Regions from separate parts of the Sus scrofa genome. Here region 1 is linked to region 2. The links are chromatin contacts, called in public Hi-C maps. All regions are on one chromosome and are shown on one strand. Each heading gives the region's core, a stretch centred on a gene start, on an enhancer-like site or on the middle of the called end of the contact. The rest is flanking DNA. Distances are from core to core; before and after follow the strand shown.

Region 1 (3,860 bases), core at 973-3,472, 47 kb after region 2:
TCTATGTTCACTGGGAGTTAGCATTTCTGCCTCGTTAATGTTTAGGAACTAAAGCACACAGATTTTGAACACGCTTTTGAAATGCAACACAATTCCAATGCGTACACATTGAAAACTGCCAAACTGCTCATAGTACTAAAATTCTCAAGTTTTACAAGGGACTTATTTTAGACTTGGGATTTGCTTGTGGTTTCAGATAAATTTAAAGAGCCTACTGTTCTCACGAATATTTTTATAGAGCTGTTTTGCCCTATGTAATAACCACTAGCTGCAAGTGCATATTTAAAGTACTTAAAATTTCAGCCCCTCAATTGCACTAGGCACAATTCAAGTGCCCAGTAGCTACATGTGGCTAGTGGATGCCACACTGGACAGTGCTGATACAGAACATTTCCATCATCACACCTAGATAATGTGTATATTCCATAGTACAGAGCATGGCTTTTGCAACACTCATAAAGGGAACTAGGATCCAAATAAGATTAATAACCACTACTTTAGATCTGTCTGTCTTCAGGGACACAGGTAGACTTAAAATAGCACTTAATCTGATCTCCTGCCTTACACTCTTGTTTTTCTCCTTATGCCCATTTTCTGAGGAACAATCATGTCATTATAAAGCAGATCCTCTCAAACCCTTCGATGACTTCCCATCACTCTTAGCATAAAATGTAAATTCCTTGTCAGGGCCACAAAGCTCTATACATTCTAACCCTTGCCCACAGCTCTTCTAAATTCATCTCTTACCATTCCTGCCTTTCCTCCATAAGCTTCAGCCCCCTCACCTTTCTTATTTTGTTTTGAAAGGTAAAAATCATTCCATCTTTTGGGTCTTTGTACTTAGTGGTCCCCCAGCCTGGAACACTTCTGCCTTTAATCTTGGCTGGTTCTGTCCACCACTAAGCACTTAGTTGAGAGTTCTTGCCTGAATATCTTTTTTAATTGATCTCCCTGATGCTTCCTTTATTTTTAGAAGCAGACTTTCCTATTTCCTTTATCACTATTTGAAATTATCCTTGTTTAGTTGCTCATTTATTATTTCTGCCTCAGAAGAATAAAAACTGAAAATTTTCAGCCTTTTAAAAAGTGAGCAATGTTGTTTTCAGAAAAGCTCTTTCAGCAATATTTACATTAGACCTTGATACTTACTTGATGTTCACATTATCCCAAAAGTGCATCCTGCCAACAAGAACCCAGTTCCCTAAAACGGTTAGGGTTAAGTGGAACCACACTCATCTATGTTCCTTCAATTAAATACAAAAAATTGGGGGACAAATGAAGGAACATTACTTTTTGAACACAAGAGATACATTTATTCAGTGCTTTAAGATGTTTTTAAAAGACTATGCTTTTGAAATTACGTCCAAGACCTCACCATAACAAAGTAGTTTTACATAGGCCAGGGAGTCACTTAAACCTTTTAGGTTACAACTCCTTTCGTCCAGTCTCAATTTTATATGTATGAGGAAAGCAAGACCCAAAAGGATGTTTTACACTGAGCTAGCTAACCTAAGCTGGGGCCACAAATCACTCGGATTGTAATTAATGTTTATCCTACTATAATGCACTACTTCTGCGAACTAAATGGGGAGCCCTCTGCTCTCATTTGGAAGAAAGCTATCAAGACTGTCCTCCCCTCTGCACCACCCACTCCTTCAACTGTGTCAAGCGGTTTCGCCGTTCCAAAGCAATTTCACCAGCTTCACGTTCTAAAGGAGCGCCTCATCATCGCCGTTTTACCGAAGGATAAAAAAACGCACGGGGCGGACGTCACGCCTGACCCGCTATAAAACGCGAAATATAAAACGCGAAGCCTGCGGCCTCGTCCCCCACTCGCCGCCTCTGCCCCCTCGACCCTTCCAGGGGTCGGTAAAGAACCGAAATTCCTGCGGGCCTCCGCGGCCGAGCCCTCCCAAGAACACCTCCCTTTCTGGAATCTTCTCTCCCTCCGACCGCCGTGTCGTGGAAGCATGCCCGGCCCGTTAGTAGGCCTTTCTCCTTCGCCACGACCGCCGCAGCCCTGTGCCGACTCTCCCACCTCACTCCCCCTTCCTCCTTTTCTTACCTTCGCTCCTTCTTTGAGCATCTGGGCAAAGCCCGGAGCCTTGGGGACGTGAAGCGCCATGGCCAGACGGCAGGTAGCTATTCACGCGCCCGCTCAGAAGATCCCGGAGGAAGTGAGGGGCGCGCACAGCCTCCTGGGAACGCAGCGTGCGGCGGCCTCACGCTCCGCCTTTCTCTCCAGCCGGGCCGCCCCTTCCCGAGTCGCCTGTAGTGAAGCATCGCGAGAAGGAGCAGTTCGCGTAGCCAGACTGAAATGAGGATCCTCGATCAGGTCGATTGATGGGCGGGCCGGGGGCGTGAGCTCTCCACCTTCCGGCCGTCGCACGCGCAGGTTGCCGGACAGCTGTGGCTCGCTCGGGTTTTTCCTTCCGTAGGCTGCTGCCTGGGATGTTTGAGTTTTATCAGTTCGTACCTGCAAGCCGTGCCTTTACAAAATTGTCTTCCTTGTAACCTTCCAGACCTTCCTACAACATCAGGGCAGGTGTGCCCTTTTCTTTTTTCTGAGGCAGAGCACCTCAGAATCTACCGTTAAGCGTGTTCCCTGCTGTATAAGCTCTGGGGACTTGAAATTGGTAAATAAAACCTCTAAGGACAGCTGCATACTGATTACTCCTATGCTGCAGGCTCTGTGCTATTTGCTTTACACGCAGTATCTTAGCTAATGGTTAATCTTACAAGGTAATTCTTATTTCTGTTTTTTGTTTGGCTTTTAGGTTTTGTTTGTTTTTGCTTTTTAGGGCCGCACCCGCTGGCATATGGAGGTTCCCCAGGCTAGGGCTCCAACTGGGGCTACAGCTGCCGGCCTATGCCACAGCCACAGCATTGGGATCAGAGCTGCGTCTGTGACCTACACCACCGCTTCTGGCAACACGGGATTCTTAACCGACTGAGCAAGGCCGGGGATCAAGCCTGCAACCTCATGGTTCCCAGTCGGATTCGTTTCCACTGTGCCACAACAGGAACTTCCGTTTTTTGGTGGTTTTTTTGTTTGTTTGTTTGTTTTTTCTTTTATCTTTTAGGGCCTCACCTGGGGCTAGGGGTGGAATCCGAGCTACAGCTGCTGACCTACACCACAGCCGCAGCAACGCCAGATCCAAGCCGTGTCTGTGGAAAATCAGGGATGCTTAACCCACTGAGCGGGGCTAGGATTCGAACCTGCCTCCTCATGGACGCTAGTCAGATTTGTTTCTGCTGAGCCACGACGGGAACTCCTTTTATTTCCGTTTGATAGAAGGGGAATTTGCAGTTTACAAAGGACGATTTGTGCAAGATCACAGCACTAGTAATGCTAATGCTAGGATTCCTACCCAGATCAAGTTGATTGCAATATGCACATTGTTAACCAACTACATTACTCTTTCTTGCTTTTTCTTGGAAATATAAATCCCTTTTACTCTCACAGAATCCTTTAAAACCTAACCTCTCTGTCTAACTACGTCAACACATGGCTGATTTAAAAAAAATTAAATGGTAATAGAATGTGAAAGTAATCCACTCTTTTGCTGAAAATACAAAAAAAAAAAAAAAGTGGAGCAGAACTTTGGCTGGACTTTTGTTCTTTGCTTGAACACTTGCGAATGACTTATTTCCCTTAAATTGGGACAAATTTAGTGTACTTTAAGGAGTAATCATGTGTCAAGTGTATTCATTATAACTTTTTCTAATGAACACCGAAAATACATATGTACTAAAAAATACTTTTAAGGTTCTCCTGTGGTGCAGTGGGTTAAGGATCCAGGGCATTATCACTGCAGTAGCTTGGGTCCCTGCTGTGGCACCAACTGGATCCTTGGTCC
Region 2 (4,016 bases), core at 219-2,718:
TGTATTTATGAGGGTAGGGGGATGGGGTGGGGAAGATAAATATAGAGGTAAATGTGAAATAAAAATACCAGATAGTGATTTGCTAGGCTGAAAAGTAAAATAAGGTGATGTGATTGGGTGGCTATGTTAACTAGGTTGCTCTTTCAATTTCTTTGTGAGAAAGTGACTTTTAAGGTATGAACAAAATTAGGGTAAGATCAAAGGGGAACAGCATTCTAGGAAAGGGAAGCAGGTGGTACAATGGCTCCAAATCTGCTTTTTGTTTTGTTTTTTCTTTTTATAGCTAAACTTGTGACATATGGAAGTTCTCAGGCTAGGGGTCAAAGTGGAGCTGCAGCTGCCAGCCTACGCCCCAGCTACACCAGATCCAAGCTACATCTGCAACCCACGTCTCAGCTTGCAGCAATGGCAGATCCTTAACCCACTGAGCGAGGCCAGGGATGGAACCTGCATCCTTATGGATATGAGTAGGGTTGGTGACCCACTAAGCCACAATGGGAACTTCTCATACCATGTTCTTTTATTTATTTTATTGAAAAAAATTTTTTTGGCTGCACCCATGGCATATGGAAATTCCTGGTCCAGAAATTGAATCCTTGCTGTAGTGGTAACGTGAGCCACAGCAGTGACAACATGGTATCCTTAACCCACTGAGCCACACAGGAACTCCCATATCATTTTCTATTATTGTGAATTATCTGTTTATAACCGTGGCCTACTTTTCTACTGGAATCTGCATCCTTTTTCCCCTAAAGATTATTGTGTCTTCTGCATAAGACAAGGCCTAAGTTAATTTAAGTTGCTCTGCAGAAGGCTTGGCACTTAGCTATTTCGAACAAATAAACAGTAATTATTTATAAATTTTACCCTCCGTCAGCAAAGTTACTTCAAGACCATTTATTTAAATACTCAACTTTAGAAACTGATTGGAAAGAACTATGGAAACTGCGTGAAATTTAAATGCCGCCCCCCCATCACATCTTCAGATGTGATATGTTTGAGTAAGGTAACAATCCATGAGACTCCAAACTTCCGGCCACATACCCATACTTTTAGAATTTTTTTTTTTTTTTTGTCTTTTTGCTATTTCTTTGGGCAGCTCCCGCGGCATATGGAGGTTCCCAGGCTAGGGGTTGAATCGGAGCTGTAGCCACCGGCCTACGCCAGAGTCACAGCAACGCAGGATCTGAGCCGCGTCTGCAACCTACACCACAGCTCACGGCAACGCCGGATCGTTAACCCACAGAGCAAGGGCAGGGGCCGAACCCGCAACCTCATGGTTCCTAGTCGGATTCATTAACCACTGCGCCACGACGGGAACTCCTAGAATTATTTAGATAACCTCAGAGACTGACTGCCGAGCGGGGAAAACTGATTGACAGTTAGACTTCCGGGTGAGGAGGCGTCCAGACTTCCGGGCGTGAGCCTCGCGCAGGCGCTGATTAAGCAGCGTCAGTGCCGCTGGATCCTGGGGCCAAAGCCACTTCCCATGATGCTGCGTACCGGAAGTTGTTGCTTTCTAGGGGTCACGCTGGCTTCGGCTCTGTCGCTCTCAATTCGTCACCAGGAGGAAGACGCAGCTGGTTGCCCAGCCCAAAGGCCCATTAGGGGATGCAGTTATGGGCTCTGTCGCCGTGGGTGAGTTCTGCCCCATAACCTCGCAGTCACCATTCGCCGGGAGCCTGAATTTCCTGCCCCGACTTCCTTCTCTTCTCGAAGGCCCTTCTTCCATAATCACGTTACCTGGCCTTGGCCCGGTACCGTGTTCTCATTGGCCTCATGTCCTGTCACTTCCAGGAGCTGGCCAATGAGTTGTCGGTGCTGGAGCCCTTCTCGACCCCGTGGACCCCGAGGTTCCCCCGTGGGTATGGAGCAGTTGGAAGGGAAGGGGAGGTGTGGCGGGTGCCGCGAGGCTAGGGGCATCCTACGGGTTGGGGCTGGGTTTGCTGCCCCGACCGTGTGGTGTTTAGTGGAAGGCAAGATCTGTCACCTAACTGATCCACTGCTCCCAGGGTAGGACAAATTATGCAAACTTGAAAGCCATGTTTTAGTCCTGCTGGCAAAAATTTACAAACGCTTGCATTTTTGTAATGGAACGGAGCAAAAGCTTGGGAAGACTAGGAGGGTGGAGAGGGAAGGGAACTGGATTAATGTGAAAGTCGCCAAGACCAGCTTTGATTAAATTTTGTGTGGAGTCCTGCACAGAGTAATTTGGCTAAGAAGGTAATGCTCATATAAAGACTCACCTGAAAACTTTAATAGATTTATTGATATTCAGGCTTATGGAACTGACAGTCCTCTCTTTTCACAACTCATTAGATGCCCTTTGTAGTTGTCAAAACTTTCCTGGAGCTCTTTACACATCATTGAAGCGAACCCCCTACTGTCTTCTGCCTGCAGCAATTACAGTTCGTCTTTCAAGTTTTCCTTTGGCGTCTGTGGTACTGCTGTCTTCAAAGCAGATTTATTAGTGCTGTCTTCTGTACTGCAGATTTCTTCATTCTTTACCTTTTTCTTTTTCATCGGAACTTGTGTGCTTCATTCTTACGTACCTACTTTTGCACCTTATAATCATCCTTTATGCCTCCAGGTACTATTCTCTTTTTCTATTTCTATGTAAGAAGTATTTCTTGACCAAATATATACTAACACTATGCTAGATGCTGTAGTCAATTCAGAAGTAACGCCTAATACCATTTCTTTCTCCTAGAATTTGTTTTTTTTTTCTCCTAGAACTTTAGATTCCAGATAGAGAAATAACACACGTTCAAGTTAAAGATTAAAGAAGCAGCTCACTTTTGTATCTGATTAAGGTAAAGGATGCATAGTGCACACTATACATGCCTGGGAAGTTCAGTTGAGAGGTTCTTTAGAATGGCTTACCTAAGGCTCCACTGAAATGGAAATCTTGGAAGACTGGGAAAATTTGGATGGACAGAGAGAACTTCTAGCTAGGGATTAAAGGCAGAGAGGTGGGGCCAAGGTGTTTTGTAGTGGAGAATATCAAAAAGACTGGCTTGATTCTGTCTTGGAACCAAAAGATCTGCATTTCATTTCCATCTCTACCATCCTATGAGCTTTCTTTCTTTTTTTTTTTTTTTAATTTATTTTTCCACTTATAGCATGGGGGCGAAGTTACACTTACATGTATACATTTTTTTTCCACCCTTTGTTCTGTTGCAATGTAAGTATCTAGACATAGTTCTCAATGCTACTCAGCAGGATCTCATTGTAAATCCATTCCAAGTTGTATCGGATTACCCCAAGCTCCCCATCCCTCCCACTCCCTCCCTCTCCCCCAGGCGGCCACAAGTCAGTTCTTCCCTGTGAGCTTTCATTATTTTGTTTTGAGTTTCCTTCTTTAGTGAAGTGCTCCGTTTACAGGATTTTGTGAAAATTAAAGGAGATAATGTTTATGAAAAGACTCTGAAGATCAGAAGCACTGTATAATTAAACTTTAGTGGTTCTTTGTTGAGAAGTAATGAGAGTCAGGGTTAGCAGAACATTGGGGACAATTTGTAAGGGACCATGAGTGCATAGCACAGGAGGGTGTGCTGAAAATCTGTACTTTGAATAAAGTATGATGAAAATGGAGGTGAAAACTTGAGTGCTATTTTTTCCTCTTAAAATCTACAACTCTAGATAAGATAAATCATGTTAAATTTTATTTTAGGGAGAGACAAGTACATGAAATATACTCTCATTTTATATATACCTAAAATATAAAAATATAGCAAAAGATTGTTGCTGTGGCTGTGGTGTAGGCTGGTGCTACAGCTCCAGTTCGACCCCTAGTTCTGTATGCAGTGGGTGCAGCCCTAAAAAAAAAAAAAAAAAAAAAGACAAAAAAAATATAGCACAAATACTGTTCTTTTGCTAGTGGTTAATTCATTTACTTTGTAAACTTGAAACCTTGTTTCATTTTATATTATCTTTGAAAAGGTTAACAATTATTTGATTTGGCATTCATTTTTCATGCACACCTTTGGAATTACCTTTAATTACACTAACCCATT

Evidence for each region. A called contact is a pair of places that touch in the nucleus more often than the background predicts.
Region 1: a Hi-C map of liver shows a contact between it and region 2, with 8 times the contacts expected there. The contact joins the promoter of CCT8 here to the promoter of USP16 in region 2. A contact is called at or near these places in 1 of 5 promoter capture datasets (liver), 14 of 47 Hi-C or Micro-C datasets (alveolar macrophages, blood, brain and 7 more) and 2 of 2 datasets of contacts at active chromatin or transcription factors (alveolar macrophages and skeletal muscle).

What each region holds. Positions count from the first base shown.
Region 1 is chr13:192,421,244-192,425,103 of Sscrofa11.1, forward strand. It overlaps CCT8 (T-complex protein 1 subunit theta), which reads right to left and starts at 2,223. Exons shown (of 16, transcript XM_003358899.4): 1 at 2,066-2,223. The coding sequence starts at 2,125.
Region 2 is chr13:192,375,382-192,379,397 of Sscrofa11.1, forward strand. USP16 (ubiquitin carboxyl-terminal hydrolase 16) reads left to right here and starts at 1,469. Exons shown (of 17, transcript XM_005670321.3): 1 at 1,469-1,638. The coding sequence starts at 1,620.